Linked DNA regions of Ovis aries: region 2 is linked to region 1. Evidence: chromatin contacts called from public Hi-C data. All regions are on one chromosome and are shown on one strand. Each heading gives the region's core, a stretch centred on a gene start, on an enhancer-like site or on the middle of the called end of the contact. The rest is flanking DNA. Distances are from core to core; before and after follow the strand shown. Region 1 holds the start of SH3TC1 (SH3 domain and tetratricopeptide repeats 1). Region 2 overlaps SH3TC1 (SH3 domain and tetratricopeptide repeats 1).

What was found. Hi-C and Micro-C count contacts between places; a contact is called where the count stands out from the background.
Region 2: a Hi-C map of mixed tissues shows a contact between it and region 1, with 7 times the contacts expected there. The contact joins the enhancer-like site here to the promoter of SH3TC1 in region 1. A contact is called at or near these places in 7 of 16 Hi-C or Micro-C datasets (blood, hypothalamus, liver and 4 more).

The regions. Positions count from the first base shown.
Region 1 is chr6:115,197,729-115,205,278 of ARS-UI_Ramb_v3.0, reverse strand. SH3TC1 (SH3 domain and tetratricopeptide repeats 1) reads right to left here and starts at 3,421. Exons shown (of 17, transcript XM_042251683.2): 1 at 3,302-3,421.
Region 2 is chr6:115,259,188-115,266,593 of ARS-UI_Ramb_v3.0, reverse strand. It overlaps SH3TC1 (SH3 domain and tetratricopeptide repeats 1), which reads right to left. Exons shown (of 17, transcript XM_042251683.2): 14 at 5,802-6,075; 15 at 4,740-4,890; 16 at 3,609-3,805; 17 at 261-597. The coding sequence ends at 376. Among named protein-coding and RNA genes, the nearest start is that of HTRA3, 38 kb to the left of the region's middle. Within about 2 kb of position 5,528, at least 3 of the 54 cell types and tissues checked have an H3K27ac peak or open chromatin away from gene starts, as enhancers often do.

The DNA.
Region 1 (7,550 bases), core at 2,172-4,671:
GGCATCACTGACTCGATGGATGCAAGTCTGAGTGAACTCCGGGAGTTGGTGATGGACAGGGAGGCCTGGTGTGCTGCGATTCATGGGGTTGCAGAGTCGGACACGACTGAGCAAATGGACTGAACTGAACTGATCTGAACTGATCTTACAAAGCACCAAACCAAAACTCCTCAAAAAAATTAAAATAAGGAAAGTCTATACAGGTGCCCAACAGGCACATGAAAAGATGCTCAGCATCATAAATTATTAGACAAACGCACATCAAAACTGCAATGAGGTATCACCTCACACCAGTCAGAATCAGTTCAGTTCAGTCGCTCAGTCATGTCCTACTCTTTGCGACCCCAGGGAATGCAGTATGCCAGGCCTCCCTGTCCATCGCCAACTCCTGGAGTTTACTCAAATTCATGTCCATTGAGTCAGAGATCCAGCCATCCCATCCAGCCATCTCATCCTCTGTCATCCCCTTCTCCTCCTGCCTTCAATCTTTCCCAGCATCAGGGTCTTTTCCAGTGAGTCAGCTCTTTGCATCAGGTGGCCAAAGTATCAGAGTCAGAATGGCCATCATGGAAAAGTCTACTAAAAACTTTCTAGATTAGACGTGGAGAAAAGGGAACCCTCCTAAACTGTTGGTGGGAGTGTATCCTGGTGCAGCCATGACGGAAAACAGTATGGAATTTTCTTTATAAAGTAAAAACAGAACTACCTTGCGCTATGCTGTGCTAAGTCACTTTAGTGGTGTCTAAGTCTTTGCCACCGTGTGGACCCACGCTCGCCAGGCCCCTCTGTCCTTGGGATTCTCTAGGCAAGAATGCTAGAGTGGGTTGCCGTTTCCTTCTCCAGGGGATATTCCTGACCCAGGGATCAGACTCGCGTCAGGCAGGTTCTTTAGCCACTGGCGCTACCTGGGAAGCCGTAGAACTACCGAATGACCCAGCAACCCCACACTTGGGTATATATCCAGAAAAAGTTCTAATTCAAAGAGATATGCACTTCCTTGTTGGTGCGGTGGTTAAGAATCTGCCTGCCAATGCATGCGACATGGGTTGAATCCCTGATCTGGAAGGTTCCACGTGTTGCAGAGCTATCAAGCCCGTGTGCCACAGCTACTGAGCCTGAACCCCTCAGACCCCCTGCTCCGCAACAAGAGAGCCCACCTCAATGAGAAGCTCATGTACCACAGTTAGAGAGCGGCTCCCACTTATTACAGCTAGAGAGACCATGTGGCGAAGAAACCCAGCTCTGCCGAAAATAAATTTTTAAGAAAAGACACATACAGTCCTATGTTCATAGTAGTTTCAACTATTCACAAGCGCCAAGGTGTGGAACCAACCTAAATTGCCTATAGACAGATATGGTACATATATACAATGGGGTATGACTCAACCATTAAAGAGAATGAGATGATACCATTCGCAGCGACACGGATGACCCTAGAGAGTCTCACACTAAGTGAAGTCGGAAAGACACTTACATGTGAGATCTAAATATCGACAGAAACTTATCCATGAAATGGAAAAAGCTTCATAGACACAGACAGTAATCTTGAGGTTGCCAGGGGGAGAGGGGGATGGGGGAAGGGTATAGTGGGAGCTTGGGGGCTGGCAGATGCTAACTATTATATACAGCCTGGACGAACAGCTAGGTCCTACTGTCTAGCACAGGGAACTCTCTTCAACATTCTATGACAAGCCATATGGAAAAGAATATGAAAAAGAATGTGCGTGTGTGTATATATATATATATGCATAAAACTGATGTGTTTTGCTGTACAGCTGAAATTAACGCAACACTGTATATTAACTGTACTTCAATAAAATAAAATTTAAACAACAAACAAACAAGGAAAGTCTGGGCAATCATCCCAGCCCAGGAGCCCTGGGAGGTGTGATGACTAAATGTCACATGGTGTCCTGGATGGGGTCCTAGAACAGAAAAGGGACATTAGGTGGAAACGCAGGGAAGCTGAATGAAGCCTGGGCTTTCCTCAGTAATAATGAACAAACTCTGGTTCATGAGCCATTGCAAATGCGCCAGAGACTGCGTGGGGCTGCAAGAACTCTGGGCGCTCTGTTTGCGATTGTTTTGAAAGTCTAAAACTGTTCTTAAAAAAAAATCATCTTTTTTTTTTCTTTTTTAAAGGCCCAGGAAGGTGGAACCACCTGGAAATGTACAGAGAGAACAATTAAAGGCCAAAGACCCTGGAGGGCACGTCCCAGGCCAACTTGCTGTGTGGCCCTGGGCCCGCCTTGGCTTGCCTCTGCGCCATGCCTCCCCCAGCTGCACGAGGAAGGTGGGAGGGGCCGAGCCTGGCTCTCCTTGCCATCCCCGGGGCACCAGGAAGACCAAGGTAGGCCTTCGGAGGAGACCCCACTTCCAGCCACTATGAGTTATTCCACCCCCCGACCTCCCACCCCCCACCCTGGAAAACCGGCGCTGGGCCCAGCCCTTCCACGGGTCACCTGAGACTCTGCCCGGGGCCGCACCCACAGCCCCCTGGGGGAAGGAGGAAGGGTCATCAGGCTCACAGGGTGTAAGGGTCGGAGGTGCACGGCCTTGCCTGGGCCACAGAGCTGTCCCCTCACCACTGGTCCATCTGTATGAAGTTGGCAGTGCACCCCAGGACCCGGGGATAGAGCTGCTCCCCCCTCGCCCCCTCTGACCCTTCCTTGTCCAAAAGGCCCTCTTGGACAGAGGGGCTGTCCCCAGGGCTGCAGGGACATTGGCCCCTGGGGGACTGGGGTGGGGTCTGGGGGATGGAGAGGGAGCAGAGACGCCCCCACCAAGGGCTGATCACCAGGGAGGGCGGACAGCCTTAGGGGTGAGGGACCTGGCCCCCACCCCAGCCCTCCAGCCCTGGGGCTCCCGCTCCTCTCCAGGGCCATTGGCACTGGACTCAGCCACTGACCGCCTGCTGGCCCCAACACGCGTGCTGCCATGTCACAGATGGCAAATTGAGGCTCGGAGGCGGGTCCCTTACTCGCAGGCCAGGGGCTCAGCCAAGATGGGAATCTCTGGGGCTGCAGCCTCCGGGGCCATAAAGAGGCCCACCCCACCCCCACCGGGGAGAGGCGTGCAGCTCCCGCTTCACTGCTGCTGCCTCGACGAGGTCCGGCTTCACGGCTCGCGGCCCCTCCCCGGACGCGGAGCCGCTTGAGCACTGCCCCGCCTCTCCCCAGCCAGGACGGTTTCGGGGCGCACGCCCATGCACACCCTCCCGTGGCTTCCCCTGTCCTGACAGGTGACCCTCCGCACGCACGCACGGGGCTGGGGACTGCTTTGTAGGCGGTCTGGAACTTACCCCGCTGGGGAAGGAAAGGAGGGAGGCTCCTGGGGTTCCGCACCTGCCTCTGCTCCTGTTCTGGCCCCTCGCGATGGTCCCGGCCGCGTGATGCCTGTCCCGGCAGGAAGGCACACATTTGCAGCAAGTTGGCCCTCCAGGCTCCGATCAGGTGGCCAGGGCTGTCAGCCCGGGTCATTGGCTGCGCCTGTAGCCGGCCCGCCCTGCCGGGAAGGGGCCGGGTCTCCTCCATGACCTTCCTCCTCCTTATCAGTGGTGGTGGAAGTCAGCAATTCCCCGCTTAGCATTCCCCAGCGGGGCGGGGAGGAGCTGCCTGCAGGCGCGAACAGCAGGAACCTGGCTTCCTGACCACCTGGGTGCCAGGGGACCTGGGGACACCAGATGACACGTGCCACCTCTTGGGTGTCCGTGCCTCAGAGGGGTAGGAGGTTGGGCCTTTGGGTGCTGGGCTGCTCACAGCTCTTGCTGGGGCCGGGTTTTCTGTAGCTAGGAGCTCAGCAAAGGTCCACCGAGCGGCCCCCTGTGCCTGGCCTGGCCACACCAGCAGCAGGTCCCGAGGCGTCCAGAGGGAGCAATTCCCAGGCGAGCTTCTAACCAGGCACCAGGTGGCCTTGAATTTACAGATCCTTGACGCCAGACCCACCAGGTCAGCACCTGCCAGGGCAGGGCCTAGAAATCTGGATTGTTAATGAATCCCAGCTGGCCCTGTCATCAGCAAGGGGCACCCCTGTCCCAAATGATATGTCTTCAGACATCCAAATAGGCGGGCAGAGTCACTGGGGGCCTGTGGCAGACGTGTCCCCTGGCCCTTCTCAGATCCCTGAACCACAGCAGGGCGGCGGCCTTCCAGGACTGACTGTGTGACTTGAGGCAAGACTCTTAACCTCTCTGTGCCTCCTGTTCCTGTCTTTGAAACGGAAGATGCTAGGTACACGGCCCCCCTCATCAACGTTTGTGAGAATTAAATGCATTAGTAAGTTCTGAGGGCCCAAAATTAAGCCCTGCCCACAGATATAAACGCACACACATACACACATATACACACTCCCATACCCATATACACGCATACACACAACACACACACACATACATCCATACTCACAATACATCCACATACACACACCCACACATGCACACAGACACACACACACCCATACACACCATGCACCCATACACATACACACACACCCATACACACACACCCCCATACACACACACCCCCATACACACACACCCATACACACACACACCCACACACACACACACCCATACACACACACACCCATACACACACACCCATACACACACACCCCATACACAACACCTCCATACACACAATACATCCAAATATATACACACACCCGCACACAGACACACACACACCCATATACATACATACATCCCCACATACAATATACACACACATTCATACACACACACACAGATACACCCACACACACACACCCATACATACACACACATACATATACACACACACCCATACACAGAATACACACACAGACACCCCCACACACACATACACCCATACACATACATACACACACACACCTATACACACAGTACACACATACACCCACACACAATACACGCACACACACACAGCACAGACACACACAATGCGCACACACATGACACGCACACACACCAGATGTGCAGTTGTGTCGTCACCCTGTGGCTCTGACCCGGCCGCACGAGGTGCCGTGCGCTGTCCTGGGGGAGCGCTGGCTCGGGCAGGAAGGGCTGGGCCTGAGCCGGCCGCGGGGCTGGACAGGAGTTGGCCGCTCAGCGCCTGTCCGCTCTGAGGATGCCCGAGAGAATGGGCGAGTGGGCGCATGCGGTACGAGGTGCCTGACGCTCTCTCTGCTTTGACTCATGATGAGAGCGCAGGGCTCGCCCCCACACGCCCTCCGGGCTGGCACCTGACGGCTGTCCCTGTGGCCCCTGCCGCTGTCACTTCAGTCCAGAAGCCCGGCCGTCCCCCGTGCTTCCTTGGGTTCACGGTCCAGCCTGTCCGAGGCTGGAGCTCTGGCCTCAGGGCCCACGCTGCGGCAGCGTCCCCAGGTGTCAGCCACCCTTGGTCCACAGGTGATGGGCTTAAAGACCTCTGATTCATTTTCAACAGTGGGAAGTAGAGATTCCACCCTAAACCAGGTATCTGGCTGTTCTGAAAAGTCGGGACGTCTGGACCTACAGGGCTGTGTTCTCCAGCGGCTCACCAAGGGCCCGCTGCACCTTCATAGAGGGCACGCTGTCCCGCGGGCTCTGGGAGTGCCCCCCACTCCTGGCTGGCGACCTGCAAGTGCTGAACCCTGACCCTTGTCCCTAGACCATGGCTTGGCGGCTTGATTCCCAGGAAGCAGCTCAGACCCTTGGAATTCTCAGTCGCGCCCCTGCCCCGCCCCCAAGCTCTGTCCTGTGGCTTGGCCCCAGGCCTAGGCTGACCCGCAGACCCCAACGAGTGGCCTGGGGAGGGTGCCAGTCCCTGGCCCCAGGGAGGCCAGATGGGGGCGGAGAGGTAGTTAGGTCCTGGCCGCCCTCCTTGGGGGCCCTTCCCCAGGTCGAGGGCTGGCAGGGACCAGGCACCCAGCTCAGGCTTAGATTCCCAGCACCCGGCCAGGGCCCTTTTCACAGTGGAGACCAAGGCCCTGAGCAGCCCAGTGGCTTGGGCAGACTCTCCCCACGGAAGTCCCCAAGCTGGGGTCCCACCTCTCAGGCGGGTGATTTCCCGCCTCTCAGGTTTCAGGTCTGGAAGTTTTTTAGTGCTGGAGACCTGTTTCCTGCACCCCTGTAACACCGCTAGTTTTCTCATGGGTCCCTGTCTTTTCTTTTCTTTTCGTCTGCACCACACTGCTTGTGGGATTTTTAGTTCCCTGACCAGGGATCGAACCTGCGCCCCCTGCGTTGGAAATATGGAGTCTCAACGATTGGATGACCAGGGAAACCCCATGGAGCCCTATATTTTTCAGTCCTGGGGTGCTGTGGGACAATTCACAGGTCTCTCTGGGGAAACTAAGTTTCCCCATTTGCAAATGGGAAGTGGCTGGGCCGGGAGCCCTCTGGGGACCACAGTTCCAGAGCGGATGCCTCTGCTTCGGCCAGACTGCAGGTATCACTGCTCCTCTCAGTGGGGCTGGTGAAGGGGCCCAAGGCTGTCATGAGCCCGCGTGGGGGGCCCTGACGCCTCTCCTTCCTCTCTGAGAACCCCCTCAGCAGCCTCACATCTGTCCCCCTGCACCTGGCTGTGATGGGCTTGGAACTGGTGCAAGGAACCCCAGGGCTTCCCTGATGGGCATGAAAAATGCAGGCCATCTCGCCATGAGGACTGGTGCTGCGGAGGCCAGAATTCACTTAAACAAATCACCTATTCCCAGACTCTTGTCTTAACCTTTTAAAGACCATTCTGGAAATCTTGCTTTAAAGAAATGAAAGCCAAGTGCAACTTCTTTTTTACCAGCCGTGATCCTGAAGGGCAGGCCAGGCCACCCTGGCAATCCAGGATGGAGGGGTGTCGGCGGAGTCAGGGCCGTCAGCTGGGCGAGTCTCCCTAGCCTGGAGACGCCCGGGAAAGCCCCGCAGAGAAGGGTGGATGGTGGCCTGAGGGGCAGGCATGACCCCTTCTGAGCGAGGAGGACCTACAAGAAGCTAGAAGGCTGTAGAAAACAAACGAGTCTGGACAGGCCGAGATACTCACGGCGGTGAAACAAAAGCTTGAGTCAAAGGGACAGCGCTTGGTCTCACACCTTCTGGGATAAGCAGTGTGCCCTGCAGCCAGGGCGACGTGCGAACAGGGGCAGGGCCTGAGACTGCAACAGGCATGACCCCAGCGGCAGCTTTACACGGGAATCGGAGCTTGAGGCGACACCCCTAGGCCATATGAACGAGGTTCCCGAGTCAGGGTCACGGGGGCTGTCTCAGCACACTCCTGTGATGTCCCCTGGGGCTCCCTCCAGGGCTGGGCCTATCCCAGACCACAGACAGTAGGAAGCCGATGCGGTGGCAGGGTCAACACTGACGACATGAAAATATTCTCAAAGTAGCCTGCAAGGGCTTCCCAGGGCGCCTGGAGTGGGCAGCCTGTCCCTCCTCCAGGGGATCTTCCCAACCCAGGGATCGAACCCAGGTCTCCCACATTGCAGGCAGACTCTTTACTAGCTGAGCCACCAGGGAAGCCCAAGAATACTGGAATGGGTACCCAATCCCTTCTCCAGTGGATCTTCCCGACCCAGGA
Region 2 (7,406 bases), core at 4,279-6,778, 59 kb before region 1:
TGAGCATTCAAAGCAAAGAGGCCTCAGCGCTGGACACTCGGTGAGGGTCTAGGGAAGGGAGAAGGTGCCCAGGGAATCCCACGACCCACAGCTGACCGGCTTGGGGGACCTGGCCTGGGACGGCTGGACCCCCAGTCCTACCTGCCCACACCCGAGGATGGGGTGCAGCAGCGGAACGGCCCCCTGGGGACAGGCCCTGATCCCCACATACTCCCCAGGAGGCAGTCCGGGGATGGGGGAGCCTCGGGACTCCAGAAGGCTTTCTGCAAAACACATTTATTGCTTCTTGGCCCCTTGACCACGTGCCTCCCTTTCCCAGGAAGCCAGCCCCTGAGACCCTGGGCCAGCCGGAGGCCGTGCCTGCAAGCACCGGGCTCAGGACGGAGGCCCGGGGACCAGGTGGCCCCGGCGGACGCTGAGCTCGGTGGCGAAGGCCCGCGCCTTCTGATAGAAGAAGAGGGACATCTCGCGGTCGAGGAGGGAGTGGTGGTAGACGGAGGCCAGGCGCGCGCAGAGCTTCATCTGGGCCCGCTTGCTGCCCAGGTCCATGGCTGCTGCCAGCGCCAGCTGGTAGTACCCGGCCGCGTCCAGCGGGTCCTAGAGACAGACGGCGAGTCACCAAGGGGACAGCACCGCGCCAGGGAGGGCAGCCTTGGGGGAGCTTCTCCCTGGGCTAGGACCCCCGGCCAGGGCAGCTCCAGGGCAGCTCCAGGGCTGGGCCCATGACAGCGCTCCAGGCGGGCAAGACACTTGCTCGCCCCAGACAGGCCAGCTTTGGCGCCTCTGGATGGGCCCTGCATGTTTCCCCCAGGGAGGAGCCCCCTGCAAATACAGGGGCCTGGACTGCCATACCGGTGGCCCTGGGACCCCCGGTCCCCACTCCCCGCCTTGGCCCTGGAGCCGGGGCCTTGGACCTTGCAGTACCTGGTCCCCTCCTCCCAGAAGCCTCTTTCCTGCTCACCCCCGGGGCCTCTGAAAGATAATCCGTGTCTCCCCCTTGGGCTGAGCTGAGGTCTGGGGGGCTGGGGTCTGAGAGGTCCCTGCAGGGCCATGTGGCCCAGGGTGGCCTGGCTTGACCCTTGCAACCCACATCCATGCTGATGCCAGCATGCCCGGCCTTTTGCACCAGCCCCGGTGCAAAGCAGCTCCAGGCGTCACCTCTCAGAATATCCCGCCACCCTGAGGGGGCATGACCCCCACCTCCTCCAGGACACGGGCTCCCAGTTCAGACACATCTTTGCCCTGGATGCACCATCCCCAGGCTGGGACGTCCCACGTCCCCTCACCCCTGCTGACTTTTGCCTCCCACCCCAGTCTCCACGTCCCCCCCGGAGGTTACCCAAGGGCAGGCACTAAACCCAAACCTGCCCGTCCCCTCCTGCTCACAGGGGCTCCCCGGGACAGAGGACACAGTCACCAGCCCTGGCCACTGCCCCCGCACAGAGCAAGGACCCGGAAGACAACGGAAGCAGGCGTGTGTAGCACTCACTGTCCCCTGGCCAGGCGGGGGGACCCTGTGTGTGTGTGTGTGTGTGTGTGTGTGTGTGTGCCGGGGGGAGAGGGCAGGGAGCCAAACACAGCTGACTCTGGGAAACAAGAGGTGTGACTGGCCCTGAAGCACAGGGAAGCTTGGCAGCTTGTGGGAGCCTGGGAAGCAGCTCACTCAGCCTGGGGCAGGAGGGGAGGGCTTCCTGGAGGAGGCGGCATCCCAACTACATGGAAGGAACTGGCCAGAGTGGGTGGCGGAGGGGGGTGTGCATTCCTGTGCACATGTGTGTGTAGAAGCTGGTGGGTGGCAGGTCCAGGATTCACACCCACGTCTTTCCTAGGCAGGGCTTGCTCCTTCTGCTATGACACAACACACGCGGGCTAAAGAGAGTCGGTTGGTGAAGACGCCACAGCAGCCCCCACCGCCAGGGCAGAGCCCCCAGGCCCCCCTTTCTGCACAGGGCTGCAGGGTCCCAGTCCCTGAAGCCCCAGCCCACTGCCCCTCATTCTGCCATAATCAGCTGCCCACGCCTAGCCTGGTCCCCTCCCTGCCCTGTGGGGGCACCAGCTCGTGCTGCAGCAAAGCACTTGAAGAGCGAACCGCACAAATCCTGAGCAGCTCGGGGCCTGGACCTCGGCGGGAGGGGCTCAGCTGCAGAGGTCACCGCTGCCCACGGAATCCCCAGCACCAGACACAGCAGTGGCTGCAGGGATGACTTATGGCCAGCAGGTGTCGCCAGTCAGGCCTGCCTAGTCAAGGCGCTGGGGGTTACCCGGGGCAGTAGAGGGTCTTCCAGGGCCACTCCAGCTCCTAACTGCTGCTGGTTGGGGAGGGGGAAGTGGAGAACCCAGCCCCGGACTGGCGCACCCTCACTTCTCAACCAACACAGATCAGGGACGCCGTTCAGGGGCAGGGCTAGACCCAGAGTAGGGGTGATGTCTGCCTGTATGGGGAGGGGGGAGGGGGGAAGGGGCAATAGAAGAGACCCCCCCCCCCCAGGCCCTTGTCTCATCCACTGCAGGGTTCACAGACGAACGGAAAAGTGGCCCCAGCTCCCACCACTCCAGCCCCGACAGGGAGGGGCTCAGCCAGGGTGCTGGGTGTCCCTGCCGTAAAACCTGGGGCAAGTCACGCCCCACCCAAGCCCCAGTTTCCCTCTCTGTGCAGCGAGATGATAAAGAGGACACGCCCTCTCCCCCAATCCAGGTGATATGAGGATTCCGGGAAGGAAGAAAGGAAGAGCTCTGCACAGACTGGCAGGCTTCCTGGAGGAGGTGTCAGGGTGTGGGCTGTACCTTGCAACCTGAAAATGAAAGTGTTAGTGGCAACCCCATGGGCTGTAAGCCCGCCGGGCGGCTCTGTCCGTGAGGACCCTCCAGGCAAGAATGCCAGAGTGGGTTGCCATGCCCTCCTCCAGGGGATCTGCCCAACCCAGGGATCGACCCTCATCTCTATTGTCTCCTGCACTGGCAGGCGGGTTCTTTACCGCTGGCACCGCCTGGGAGGCCCGCCTTGCAACACGGGTCTCTGGGAATAATGGTAACACTTCCCCCTGGTGGCTCAGCTGGTAAAGAAGCCGCCTGCAAGGCAGGAGACCTGGGTTTGATCCCTGGGTTGGGAGGATCCCCTGGAGAAGGGAAAGGCTACCCACTCCAGTATTCTGGCCTGGAGAATTCCATGGACTGTATAGTCCACGGGGTCACAGAGTCGGACACCACTGAGTGACTTTCACTTTCTCGCTCTCTCACTTTCCCCCACCCCAGAAATGTCTTTATCCACCTCCTACATTTTTTGTGGTTCACTTCTGCTGGGCAGTCAAGACACAGCTTTGCAGTCACCCCATCCAGAAGCTCCCCCACCCCTGCCACCCAACTACACTCATTTCGCCCTTTACCCAGTGGCAGCTTCCCCGGCTGACCCTGAGCTCTTGAGGGCAAGGCCTGACCTGCCTGGAAGCAAGGACGGTGTCTACTGGCCTCGCCTGCAGCTCACAGGGGGGCCCAGAGCTCCGGGGAGAGCCCCGGGACTTGAGGAAGAGGACCGCAATGCCTCCCTCACGCCCAGCGCCGGGTGACGGCCCCCACGCCCCGCACCCGGCCCTGCCTGCACCCCTCTCAACCTTGAGGTCGTAGAAGATGATGTCGCCAAGCGTCAGGTACACCTTCACGTAGTACAGGGGCTCCTCGTCGAACTCCAGCGGTGAGGTGCAGAGTGACAGCGCCTTGAGGTAGAAGTGCTCCGCCAGCTCGCTGTGGCCCAGCCGGTGGTGCAGGGCGGCCAGCCGGTGACAGGCCACCCGCTGGTTCAGCCGGTCCCCTGGGGATGCCGAGGGGGTGGATGCCATCTCACAGCCCCAGCCCGTCCCCTCCCAGCCCAGACCGACGTCCCGTGCTAAGCTGCCTCAGTCAGGTCCGACTTTGCAGCACCAGGGACCCACCAGGCTCCTCTGTCCATGGGACCCTCCAGGCAAGGAGACTGGAGTGGGCTGCCATGCCCTCCTCTTCCCGTCTTTAAGGGGCACCTAGTGATGCCTGCTCTCCTGGCACCTCTGGGCTGAGGCAAAGTCGTGGAGCAGGACACCCGCCAGCCCAGGCCTGCACAGAGGCCCCTGCACAGGGAGCTTCGCTTACTGTTCTGACTGGGAGAACCCAGAAGCCCGGCAGTTTGTGCCTCTGCAGACATGACCTTTGGCCTCCCTGCTGTATCCTCAGCTGCCCTCCACCCCGTCCTCGGCAGGGAGTCACCAGATGAGGCTGCCTGCAAAATCCTCCCCCTTCCAGGGTGAGCTCGGCAGGGCCTGAAGGCCCCCCAGGGGCACACCTACTGTGTGCTCGGCCCGGTCAGTCTCCTCGCCTCAGGGAAAACAGACGGCCTAGAAGAGCCGGGCATGGAGGGACAGGCCCCGGAGAGGAGGACGGGGTTTCGCCGGCAGAGAGCAGCGGGGCCCATGGGCCAGTGGGGAGGGGAGGACCGGAGGGCATAGCAGGCAGAAAGGCACCAGGCGGCCCTGCCTGGCGTGTCCCAGAATGTCCGCAGTGCAGGGTGCCCCGGCCGGCTCCCTGGCCAGCAAGGGGGGCGCAGGGTGGAGGGCAAAGAGCTGATGATGTTCAGGCGGGACGGGACAGGTTCTCTGCCGCCCGTCTCAGCAGCCTGGCCCGGGGCAAGAGAGAGGAGCCTGCGGGCCTGGGGGACTGAGGCCCTGCCTAGACCTCAGGGGTGGGGGGCCCTTGGGGTGGGGTGCGGGGCTCACCCAGGGTGAGGCTGAGCGCCAGGGCCGTGTGGGCGAACTCCAGGCCCTCCTGGGGCGTCTCCATCTCAGCCAGCAGCGCTGACAGCTTGTTGCAGAGCCGCAGCTCGGCCTCCCGGCTCCCCGTGGACACCGCAAGGGGCAGCGCCCGGTCCTGAGGGGACAGAGGGCAGGTCAGGCCTCCTCATCCCGCAACAGGCAGTCAGGCCCATGCCCTCCTGAGGGCCCCTGGGTCTGCCCCCGTGAGCCCCCTGGAGCTTCTCGTGCCAGGTCGCTTCAGGCGTGTCTGACTCTTGTGACTCCCTGTACTGCAGCCTGCCAGGGTCCTCTGTCCATGGGATTCTCCGGCAGGAATACTGGAGGGGGTTGCCACGCCCTCCTCCAGGGGATCTTCCTGGCCCAGGGACTGAACCCGCGTCTCCTGCATCTCCTGCCTGGCACTAGGAGGCGGGTGCGGTACCGCTAACGCCACCTGGGAAACCCTCCCTCCACACCACACCATCAGTTCTCAGCAGCATGCCATCCCCGGGCCCCTGGGGCGTGAGCAAGGGGTGTGAGCCTGGCCCGTCAAGCTACACCGCACGCCCTTAGACCAGCCTTGCTCCTCCTCGGTGCAGGGAGCCTGACCAGAGGGTCCAACACCCCCTGTGTACCAAAGAGGCTACTTTTATCTGTACCCTGGGGCCCAGCCTCATGCAAGCTGGTCAGACAGAGGCGGAGACGCCGCCCTCCCCGGGAGGCACATGCAGAGCCGTGGTCCCGGCGGCCCTCCATCTGATGTGCTGTGTGCCCTTGGACCTGCCCCTGAGCCTCTCTGAGCTGGTTTCCTCCTCTGTGGAATGCGGGCAGGCCCTGCCTCCCAGGGTTGTGTGGATCTCTGGGAGGCGTGTCCTCCGACGGGCGTTTCTTGCTCTGTTCTGCCCAGGCTGGGGCTGGGGGTTGGGATGGTCTCTGACCAAACCACCCGGAAGCTGAGCCTGTGCGCGAGGTGGGGAGGTCCTGCCCCCCAGGAGGGTTGCCCCTGAAGCCCACTCGCCTGGACCCACGGGACGGGGCGGTGCTCACCCGGTAGAAGGACACTGCTTTCTCGCGATCCCAGGCCCCGTTGAAGAAGATGTCTCCGGCCTCCTCGAAGAGCTGCAGCCCCAGGCCGGGGTCCCCCGTGTACAGGGCGGCGTTCTGCGCAGCCTGGATGTACAGGTCCACCAGCTCGCTCTGCCGCAGCGCGTAGTAGATCTTCCCCGCCTGCAGCCAGGCGTGTGCCTCCTTGTCCTTCTTCAGCAGGTCGATGAAAACCCCCAGGCTGCGCTTGGTGTACTCCAGGGCGGACCTGTAGGCCCTGGGGTTAGATAGAGGTGGGTGCTCAGAGCCAGCCTCCCGGGCCGCCCCGCTGCGTGGAGGGGACCAGGTTCTCTCTGGGGGCCCGTCTGGCCACCTTGGACCTGGGGCGTCGGGGGGCCAGGCCCAGGGCCTGCGCATCCAGGCTGATGGGAGACCAGGGCAATACACGGCCCTCATCCAGCAAAGGTGAGGAGGCCTTAGGGAGGGAAGCAGACAGTCCTGGGGCCTTAAGGAGTGAGCGGTTCATCTCTGCCCCCCCTGCACACACACAGGCCCACGTCACCTCCAGACACAGCAGGGGTCGTGGCCCCTGGGCAGAAACGTAGAGCCCATCCAGGCCAAGGGTTCTGACACGGACGGAGCGTCAGAACCACCCAGGGTGCTGGTCAGACACAGATGGCAGGGCCTGGCTCCTGGAGCTGCTGGCTCAGGAGGTCCGGGCTGAGGCCTGCCACGCGTGTGTGCTCAGTTGCGTCCGGCTCTTTGCAGCCCCCATGGACTGTAGCCGGCCAGGCTCCCCTGTCCACGGGATTCCCCAGGCAAGAGTGACTCTCTGTGACCCCACGGACTGTAGCCCACCAGGCTCCCCTCTCCACGGGATTCTCCAGGCAAGAATACTGGAGTGGGCTGCCATGCCCTTCTCAGGGGACCTTCCCGACCCAGGGATCAAACCTGAGTCTCTCGCATCTCCTGCATTGGCAAGTAGGTTCTTTAGCACTGAGCCCCCTGGGAAGCCTAGGAATGCACACCTCCCACCAGCGCCCAGGGGAGGTGGACCTGCTGACCCTGGGACCCCACTCTGAGGAGCCTTGATCAAGGCTGTGGGCCCATTGGTCCTGCTGTGAAACTGAGGCCCCCAAGGTGAGAGGCATCCCTCCTGAGTCCCAGGGAATCCAGCCCCTTCTCTGCTCTCAAGGAGCCCCCACACTGGATGGGGTGTTATGAGACTCTGCCAGCCTGCGAGCTGTGTGGTCCAGCTATCTGTTCCCCACTCCCGGGCAGGACGCTCTGGGTGGACTTCACAGGTGACCCCGAAACCCTGCTCTGGGGAAGCAAGCGGGACAGTCACTGTCTCCTGTGGACTAGGACCCTCCAGGCACACACGGTCGCTGTCCTCACATGTGAAGGGACAAACAAGGACCAGACTACGTGGCCAGCGAGAAAACACTCAGGGCAGGCTGGGGCCAGCTTCTAGAAGCTACCACGGAAGGGAGGATGACTCAGAAACACATGCTTCACCCCTGCCATTGGGGACAAGACAGAGCTTGCTGGCTCAGTGCCCGACTGCCACTAAGGACAGGGGGATGTGCTGGGATGGCGTCCGCACCC